Regions from separate parts of the Oryctolagus cuniculus genome. Here region 1 is linked to region 2. The links are chromatin contacts, called in public Micro-C maps. All regions are on one chromosome and are shown on one strand. The core of a region is the stretch at or near the end of the contact, and the rest is flanking DNA. Distances in the headings are between cores, read along the strand shown. Region 1 overlaps EDAR (ectodysplasin A receptor). Region 2 holds the start of EDAR (ectodysplasin A receptor).

Evidence for each region. Hi-C and Micro-C count contacts between places; a contact is called where the count stands out from the background.
Region 1: a Micro-C map of ear pinna shows a contact between it and region 2, with 7 times the contacts expected there. The contact joins the enhancer-like site here to the promoter of EDAR in region 2. A contact is called at or near these places in 3 of 6 Hi-C or Micro-C datasets (ear pinna, psoas muscle and an unstated tissue).

What each region holds. Positions count from the first base shown.
Region 1 is chr2:99,942,117-99,947,324 of mOryCun1.1, forward strand. EDAR (ectodysplasin A receptor) reads left to right here. Exons shown (of 12, transcript XM_002709985.5): 5 at 333-418. Among named protein-coding and RNA genes, the nearest start is that of EDAR, 61 kb to the left of the region's middle. Within about 2 kb of position 1,450, at least 1 of the 8 cell types and tissues checked has an H3K27ac peak or open chromatin away from gene starts, as enhancers often do.
Region 2 is chr2:99,880,425-99,885,251 of mOryCun1.1, forward strand. It overlaps EDAR (ectodysplasin A receptor), which reads left to right and starts at 2,940. Exons shown (of 12, transcript XM_002709985.5): 1 at 2,940-3,370.

The DNA.
Region 1 (5,208 bases), core at 200-2,699, 60 kb after region 2:
CACTCCCGCCATCTGACGATCCCCCCCCGCAGCACCCCCTGCTGGCCAGCGCCATGGGGTACAGCATGTCCTCAGGAGGCCTGGGAGTTCCAGGCTGCCCTGGACACTGGCGCCAGTTATCACAGCGCGGTGTTGCAGGCGCTGGGGAGGCTGACAGCAGACACACACACTAGACAGACGCATCAGGAGAGAAAGCAACAAGAGAAGGAGGCAAAAAGAGAGGCATGGAAACCCCCGAGGAGACCGAAGGGGAAAATGGGCTGCTAACCCCGCTGCTGGGCCCCCGCCCGAGGCCCCGCCCTCACCCTGCTCTGCTCTGTCTCCCCCTGCAGCTACTACATGCTGGAAAACAGACCCAGGAACATCTACGGCATGGTGTGCTACTCCTGCCTCCTGGCACCCCCCAGCGCCAAGGAATGTGAGTGGTCCTCATCCGGGTCAGAGCCGAGGTTTGTCACCCTAGCACTGAAGAGGCTTTCTAAACATGTATTTTATTGTGGAAGGCGGAGTGACGGGGAGAGGGAGAGACAGAGAGAGATCTCCCCTCTGCTGGTTCACTGCCCCCCCCCCAAATGGCCACAACCAAAGCCAGGTGGGCCAGACCAAAGCCAGGAGCCAGGAGCTTCTTCTGGGTCTCCCATGTGGGTGCAGGGGCCCAAGTCCCTGGGCCATCTGCCGCTGCCTTCCCAGGTGCATTAGCAGGGAACTGGGTCAGAAGTGGAGCAGCCGGGACTCGAACCGAGATTAGCGTTAGCAGAAGCATAAACGGAAGCAGTACCGCGCCTAAGCAGGGGCGCCTCGGGTTGATGAAGAGGGGTGGGGAGGGGTCGATGGTGCTGAGCTTCGAGTGGGAGGGCTAAACAGCCCACTTGGCCTGCAGGAGCCTCAGCTTTCTCGCCTGTGAGGCGGGGACACGAACACCTGCCCTGTCGGTCTCATGAGACCCTGGGGAGAGGCCATGCACGGCAGAGGCCAGGCTGTTCGGCAAAGCAGAGCGAAGAGCTCGCCATTAGTGAGGGCGAGGGGGACCCCGCGGGAGTCAGAGCTCCCGCAAAGCACTCGGAGCCGCCCGGCTCCCGCCTCGGCCGTGAGAGCCTCCGCTCAGAGGAAGGCGCCCGGTGGTCCTTCGGGCTTGTGCTCTGGGGACGCAGCTGGGAGGAAGCTGGGTGTGTGGCGCCTGACGGCAGGAGCACTTGGGGGCAGAGCCGTGGAGGACTCCCATCTCCCCTTGTGGCCCACGAGGCCCCAGGCACACCGGGGGTTTCTCCCTACAACCCCGTGCAGCCTGGGAGGAAGGGGAGGAGCGCAGGGACAAGGGGCGGGGCTGTGGGCGGGGCTGCGGAGGCGTCTTTGGAGGCGGGCTGGGCCCGAGCCAGGGTGCCCTGCAGCTGCGTTGTCTGGGGATGTGGGGAATTCCGCCCGCCCCTTCCAGAGGCCCAAACGGAAGAGCCTGGCAGCGGCTGCTCTGCAGAGTACTGCTTCCCAGCCATCTGCTAATTAACTCGCAGCATCAGGGAGGCTGTGGGCTGCAGGAGAGAAGCCAGCTCGCGCCTGCTGCATCTTCTCTGCGGGGGGGGGGGGGGGGGGGGGTGTCTAAGCCCGTCAGGACAGACAGTTCTGGGGTGCAGTCCTGGCTGGGCCCATGTCAGACACCTGCCCTCTGTTTAGGGTCTCAACCAAATAGGAGCCTGGCAGGCCAGCATCCTCCCTGGGGGACCCTCGTGTCTGACAGCTCTTAGACACACAGGCGCTTCCCTGACAGCAAGCCAAGTCCGCGGTCCTGGGGGTTTTGAAAATGAACGCACCCCCTTCCCGCCCTCAGCCCTTAACTGCGCCCCAAAACCCCCTCCCCAACCAGACCTCGAGCTGGGCTCTTAGAATCCAGCCCTGAGAGGGCTCAGCAAAGAAACAGAGAGTCAGGGCCCCCCCAACCCGGGCGGCTGTGCAGCCACTCAGCCCCCGGGAGAGCCCCCTTGAGCGGGCAGAGGCCTCTGCTCCCATATGGGAGGCGGGAGATGCTAGCGCCTGCTCACCCGGCACAGAGATGCCACGGCTGCTTATGACCAAGCGCCCCAGGAATTACCAAGACCCAAACTCACAGGGCGTCATCCGTCTGCTGCCCCACCCCGGAAATCCAGGGACTTGCTGATTCCGGCAGAACCCTGCTAGCAGCCCAGGCCTCCCTCCCTGAGCCCAGTGGTCCGTGGTCCAACATCCTTCGCACTCTGTGTCCGTGAGTGGCGCATCCTACAAACCACCGTCATGGAGATGCACCAAGGGCCTGGGCTTGCGGGTGACACAGACACAGACGCAGAAGAGCCGGACCAGGCAGAAGGCGGTGGCTGGCCGGGGGCAGGGACTGTCAGGAGCTGTCAGCGCGGGGGCCCCTCGGTGACAGCGGCAGGCCGGGGTGCACACCCCCATTCTCCACACCTCACGGGTAGCACCCCCTGCTTTCCTGTCCCTACAGAAATGGTGCTTCTCCGTGGGACGCCGTGCAGTCCCCATGGCCGGCCCTGCCCTCACCCAGCAGGCCTGGCCAGCCCGAGAATGTGCGTTTTGAACAAGCTGACCCAAGCTCTGACCCTCCCTGCTATGTCAGGCGAAATCCCTTTCCTTCCCAAGCCTCACTGGCCCGCCCAGTGTCCCATGGTGCCCCCTTGCCCTGCTGTGCAGCGCCCACAAGCTAATGCCACCTACAGGCCTGTCACGGGGGAGCCGTGGGACCACAGCCCTCAGGAGAGATGCACAAGGGACTCGTCTTTACTGTTCCAATGGATAAAAACCTTCCCAGTTTCTGGAAGGGAGAGGGAAACGAAAGGGGCGCCCCGAGGGTACCGCTGGGCAGGTTACCTTCAGAACCGCCATCTTCCCGAGGCAGCTCAGGGGTCTGAACCTCAGAGAGGAAAGCTGCGCCCGGGAGAACAGGACTCATGACGCAAAAAAAAAAAAAAAAAAAAGAGGAATCCGAGGAAGGGGCCAACCGCCAAAGCCCGTGGCTGGTCTGGCAGCAGGACGCTCTGTACATCTCAGGTGTCGGAGCAGATCCTGGAGGGACTTGCTGAAGGGGAGCTGACGGCGTGCTCTTAACCCCGGTGCAGCGAAACAGCACGTTGGGCGGGGGGCGAGTGGCTGCGAACGGGGTTTGGCTGGGATCTGAACTCAGGAAGCACAGTGCAGCGTCGGGGGACTGTCATGGTTCCTTACCCTAACGTCTGGGCTGCAGCAGGGGCTCTTGTCTCAGAGCGAGCGAGCGAGCGAGCAAGATTTCACAGCTGACACAGTGAGCAGCAGTGAGCATGCTAGCCAGGTGTGACGGAAGGCGTGCACCCGACAGGCCGGGCTGCGAAGGTCCAAGAGCATTCAGACGGGCTCGTGAGGGAATGGGGGGTCCAGTTCTCCCCGCCGTCTCCTGCTGGACAGAGGAGGGCTTGCAGGGTGTGGAATAGGTGGAACTCCTCCCAAGGTTTCCTTGCCCCATGTTGTCAGACTGGGGAACCCTCTTGACACTGGCAGAGATACTTCTCCTGGGGGTGCTTTTCTCGGAGGGAGAGGCTGGGACCACCTGTACAATGACTGCAGTGGGAAATGCTGGGGTTCGCCCAAGGCTGCTGTGTTCCTCTCTGCAGGGGCTCTGTTTTCTGTGGGCCCCTTTCATTTCCTATCCTCCTACCTGACACGCTTGGTAAGGCACCTGCACCCACATCCCGCTGTTACAAGAATGGGACACCTCCTCCTGCCCCTGACCTATTTGCACGAAGTCTCTGGGACTTGGTCAGGATCTAGGGCCACGGAGAGCAAGCACAGCCTTGTCTGCGCCCTAGCAAACCCATCTCAGACGGAAAGGAGGTACCGGGAGCCACAGACCTCGAGCAGGAAGCCTGCCTCCCCGAGTGAGCTTCCAGCGGCTGCTGCACAGCGCTACTCGGGCCTGGATGTGCACACTCATCCCCAGGGTACCTGTCAGGAGACGAATGTTGACACAGTAGGTCTGGGGCAGCCCTGACACACTGCAGTTGTAGCAAGCTCCTGGTACTCTGTTTTGAGCTGCTGTTGAAGTCCTGATGATTCTGCCCCTCATTGTTCCTGGGATCGCCACAAGGGGGCGCTCTTCCAATGCCACAGCCATAGGCACCCTCGTTGACAGCTCTAGAACCAATGCACAATTCATTTTTTTTTGTTATTGTTGTTAAGATTTATGTATTGGGGCCGGCGCTGTGGCATAGTGGGTAAAGCTGCCTCCTGCAGTGCCAACATCCCATATGGGCGCTGGTTCGTGTCTCGGCTGTTCCACTTCCCATCCAGCTCTCTGCTATGACCTGGGAAAGCAGTAGAAGATGGCCCAAGTCCTTGGGCCTCTGCACCTGTGTGGGAGACCCAGAAGAAGCTCCTGACTCCTGGCTTCAGATCAGTGCAGCTCTGGTCATTACGGCCAACTGGGAAGTGAATCAGCAGATGGAAGATCTCTCTCTCTCTCTCTTTCTCTTTCTCTCTCTCTGCCTCTCCTTCTCTCTGTGTATGTAACTCTGACTTTCAAATAAATAAACAAATCTTAAAAAAAAGATTTGTTTATTTATTTGAAAAGCATAGTTGCAGAGATCCAGAGGCAGAGAGAGAGAAAGAATGAGAAAGAAACACAGAGAGACAGAGAGAGGTCTTCCATCCCCTGGTTCACTCCTGAAATGATTGCAATGGCCGGAGCTGCACTGATCCGAAGCCAGGAGCCTGGAGCTTCTTCCAGGTTTCCCACGTGGGTGCAGGGCCCCAAGCACTTGGGCCATCTACTGCTGCTTTCCCAGGCCACAGCAGAGAGCTGGATCAGAAGTGGAGCATCCGACACCCAAACTGGTGCCCCTATGGGATGCCGGCACTGCAAGGTGGAGGCTTTACCCACTATGCCACAGCGCCAGCCCCACAACTCATTCTTAAAAATCCAAGCTGTTTACTCTCTGTAGAGAATGCAGGGCGGCATATCTATAAATGTGTGGATTAACACACCTCAAAGACGCCACTGCATCCTGCCCTCACTGAGTCACAGTGTAACTCCAGTGAGCCTTATGCTTACAGCCCACTGCGCACCTGCAGCCCCGCTCACCGCACATCTACCTCCCGCATCCGGGCCTGGAGAGCTCGCCCGTCCCCGCACTGTCCTTTCTACGCACCACACACTTCTCATGCAGAAACACCTGCTGTTCTCTGGAACTACAG
Region 2 (4,827 bases), core at 1,690-4,189:
TACAGAAGATCAGCTTAGTATACCTTAAGTAAGGATTTCAACAGTTTGCTCCCACACAGAAACATAAAGTGAAAAATAATAGATGATTTTTTTTAAATGATGATGAAATCAGAGCAGACCTATTGTCATGTTTAATCCCAGTGAGAGTCAAGTTGGGAATTGATAATTTCTTTTTTTTTTTTACAGAAGATCAGTTTAGTATGCATTAAGTAAAGATTTCAACAGTTTGCACCCCCATAGAAACACAAAGTGAAATATATTGTTTGAGTACTCGTTATAGCATTAAATCTCAATGCACAGCACACTAAGGACAGAGATCCTACATGAGGAGTAAGTGCACAGTGACTCCTGTTGTTGACTTTACCAATTGACACTCTTGTCTATGGCATCAGTAATCTCCCTATGCTCCAGTCATGAGTTTCCAAGGCTATGGAAGCCCTCTGAGTTCTCCGACTCTTATCTTGTTTAGACAAGGTCATAGTCAAAGTGGAGGTTCTCTCCTCCCTTCAGAGAAAGGTACCTCCTTCTTTGATGACCTGTTCTTTCCACTGGGATCTCCCTCACAGAGATCTTTTGCCAGAGTATCTTGGCTTTCCATGCCTGAAATACTCTCATGGGCTTTTCAGCCAGATCCGAATGCCTTTAGGGCTGATTCTGAGGCCAGAGTGCTATTTAGGACATCTGCCATTCTATGAGTCTGCTGAGTATCTCACTTCCCATGTTGGATCACTCTCCCCTTTATTTATTCTATCGGTTAGTGTTAGCAGGTACAAATGGACACTATGGGAAACGGTGACTTGATCAGCATAGCCCTGACTGTTAATGAACAACTTAATATATTATCCCTCTTAGTAGTTTTTTTGTCTGTTCTACTTAATATGACTGGTTTAATTCTGTAATTAATACACAGTTATTCTTAAGTGTTGAAAATTAACTGAAATGTGATCCCTGTTAAACATAAGAGTGGGAATAAGAGAAGGAAGAGATGTATAATTTGGGACATGCTCAAGCTGACTTGCCCCAAATGGTAGAGTTAGAAACATACCAGGGGATTCCAATTCAATCCCATCAAGGTGGCATGTACCAATGCCATCTCACTACTCCAAGTGATCAATTTCAGTTCACAATTGATCATAATGAAAGGACTAAGAGTCAAAGGGAGCACATAAACAAGTCTAATACCTGTCCTATCTTTTCCTCTAATCTTTTGGCAATGCCAACAATCAATTTAAAAATCATCATTTAATTTCCAGTACAAAAAGAAATCCAGAATCATCTCCATCCTCAAACATAAGTCAGAAGTATATGCAAGGCCACATGGCTCACTAAGCTAATCCTCCGCCTAGTGGCGCCGGCACACTGGATTCTAGTCCTGGTAGGGGCGCCGGATTCTGTCCCGGTTGCCCCTCTTCCAGGCCAGCTCTCTGCTGTGGCCTGGGAGTGCAGTGGAGGATGGCCCAAGTGCTTGGGCCCTACACCCCATGGGAGACCAAGAGAAGCACCTGGCTCCTGCCTTCGGATAGGCGCAGCGCCGGCAGCGGCGGCCATTGGAGGGTGAACCAACAGCAAAGGAAGACCTTTCTCTCTGTCTCTCTCTCACATCCACTCTGCCTGTAAAAAAAGAAGAAGAAGAAGAAGAAGAAGAAGAAGAAGAAGAAGAAGAAGAAGAAGAAGAAGAAGTAGTATATGCAACAGGAAGATGAGCCCAGAGTGCTGCCTGTTCATTTTTCCAGGGTCCTAGGTGAATCACGTTGGTGGCGGTCATTATGACACACCCCCAGCTTGGGCACAGCATGTGCAGTGCAGAGAGCCAACCTTGGGAACTCAAGTTGAAGCTCTCACCGGGGAATCCATGTCACCTGGATTAGCTGTCCACACTGGTGAAGATGGGGCTGCTTCTCTCTGCAGGCAGATTCAGCCCCTGTGTCCTGGATCTTCCTCCAGACCCACTCACCGTTGCCTCTGTTCTTCTCCCAAGCGCTTGCTTGCTTCATGTGTCCCCAGAGACAACATGGACCAGGAGAACATGGAAAGGTGCCCTCGGGGAGCTGTTCAGCTCCCATACCTGTGTGGTGGGATTGAGGGAGAGAAATAGCAGAATTACATTCTTCTAGGACCAGGCTCTTTCCCTAATCATTTAATACTTTTTTTTTTTTTTTGACAGGCAGAGTGGACAGTGAGAGAGAGAGACAGAGAGAAAGGTCTTCCTTTGCCGTTGGTTCACCCTCCAATGGCCGCCGTGGCCAGCGCACCACGCTGATCCGAAGGCAGGAGCCAGGTGCTTCTCCTGGTCTCCCATGGGGTGCAGGGCCCAAGGACTTGGGCCATCCTCCACTGCACTCCCTGGCCACAGCAGAGAGCTGGCCTGGAAGAGGGGCAACCGGGACTGAATCCAGCGTCCCGACTGGGACTAGAACCCTGTGTGACAGCACCGCAAGGCGGAGGATTAGCCTAGTGAGCCGCGGAGCCGGCCATCATTTAATATCTGAGAAGGAGTTAGCCACTACCAAAATGTAAGTGCTGTCACGATGTCTGTGTTTCCAGCAGCTTCCTGACTGTCTGGTAGTGTGGGGTATATGTAGCCCTCTGTGGCTATATGGGATGTGAGGACTTATCTGGAGTTACATGGGGTGTGTATGCTACCTGCAGTTCCCTGGGGGTACCCAGGCTGAGTGGCAGTGGTGTGTGCCGGGGGCTGCAGGAGGAAAGGCAGGGCTGGCGACTCAGCCTGCGGGTGACGTGCAGGGGACTGGGTGGAAATGTGCACAAACATGTTCCGAGCCGAATCAGTGCACCTGTGCCTGTACCTGGAGCCATCTCAGTTGTGTGTTGGGGGGGAGGGGGGAGGGATTCTTTAGCTAACAAGTTTTGATTAATGACATTTTAATGCAATTTAGCTTTTTCAGCTCTCAGGTGCCCAAAGGGTCTGGTTGTTCAGAGAGAAGCAAGACCGCTGCCCTTCAAAAAGTATCAACGACTTTCACACATTCCAGACGTTCGTGGAAGGAAGTCGACAAGAGCGAGGTGTCGACAAGCGCGGCTGCGGGCAGTGGTGCCCGGGCTCCCGCGTCCGCAGTGCCGGAAGCGGCCTCTAGGTGGTGCAGGTGAGTCTGCAGCGAGGAAAGCCCCCAGCAAGGACCAAGTCGGTAAACTCCAGAGGAGTGCAGCAAAGTTCCTGGGAGCCCTTCGAAACAGAAAGCTACTGGTGCTGACTGCAGAGGGGTGTGCCCGGTCCTCAGGACCCCTGCCGCTCTCGAGGACGTGCGCGCCGGCTTCTGAGAGCGCTGCCAGTGGCCGCCGGTGCACCTGGCCGCCCCACCGCGAACCCACCTCCCTTGGAGACCAGAAGCTGCTTTCGCGCGGGAGCCAGGTAAGCCTTGGTCCTTTCCTTTTGATTCTCTTAACTCGCGCTGTGGCAGAGACCGAGGTGTCACAGGCCGGGGAAGAAAGAGCTTTAGTGCATTTTTGAGATGCATGTCATTTTTGAGTTGCGTTGGAACAAGCTTCCCCAATTACTGTAGGTCTGCACTACCAGTTCTGAGACCTGAGATTGTTCCTTTGTTTTCGGGGAAAACAGAAGAAACCCCACTTTGCTGTTGGTTGCACACTGGAGTAGTGAGCCAGACTCCATGTGTGCTTTGCAGGCTTCGGGACCTGGGCTGTTGAAACAGGGGCCGCCTCCAGGGAGCAGGGAAGTGTGTTTTTTGGAGCTTGTCCCTGAGCCTGGTTGGCTAGGGGAGGCAAGTAGTAGCTGGGATTTTAGCCAGACTCAGTACCTGCCTCCCCTAGTGCCCTCCGTGCCCCGAGACTTCCAGGTGGGGGTTCAAGCGAGTCTGAGAGCAGAAGCCACGGCTTTGTGTTGGGGAGAGGCGCGCAGTCGGGAGTGCGTACGGGCTGCGGTTTTCATTTCCAGCCTAGAGGCCCCGCTCCACGCCTGACCCTAGAGCAATTCCTAACCCTAACCCTAACCCTGACCCAGGCTCAGACACAAGAGCCGGCTCTGATTGCCTAGCACCCGGCTGAGGGCAGGGAAAACAGAGCTGAGGTTCTGACCTGCTGCCTGCCGTGCTGTGCCGCAGCAAGAGAGAGGCAGCTCGGTGCACGTGGAGAGCAGGACGCATTAGCAGGGCACAAGGGCGCTCTGGCACAAGAGTAGGACGCACGCACGTGGGCAGCCAAGACAAGCCGCAGAGAGGGCCAGCCCCTCCTCCCCAGCTGGCCAGCTGGAGGCCACCCGGTAGCGTCTGAGACACTTTCCAACCAACGGTGCAACTGCAGCTCGTTCCGGCTGTCCTAGAGGCAAAAGTCCTGGTGGGCTAAAGGGGAAAGGGAGTCACTTCAAAGCTCTGAGAGAGACACCGCCTCTCTCCCGTCCGGCTTGCTGCTCTGGGTTCCTAAGTCACCGCGCTTGAAGCCTTGAGAATACGTTTCAACAGGGTCCATCAAAAAAGAAGGTGGCCCAGCAGGGCTGGGGCACGAGCCTCCATCCCGCACACCGCCCCGTGGGCACCCCACTGCTGGGCAAGACTGGCAGTCTCTGCTGTGCCCCTCCCTCCCCATGGGCGCCGAGCTGGGCTGTCTCTGGGGAGAAGTACACAGAATCTCTCTGGAAGGTTGGGCTTTTGCTGTCTGTCCGCTCTCTGGTTTTCAGTGTTGTAGAGGAGAGGTTTGTGTTGTTGAAGATACATGTAGATGGCCCTGGTGTCTGATGGCTGCCTCTATGCAAGTACAAAAACAACGTGCGATCGGTAGAAACTGCACGTGGCACGCTGAGTGTGGCGTTTTGCCGGGCTAGTGCTTTGTGGTCCCCTCTTCTCTGGGGATGCT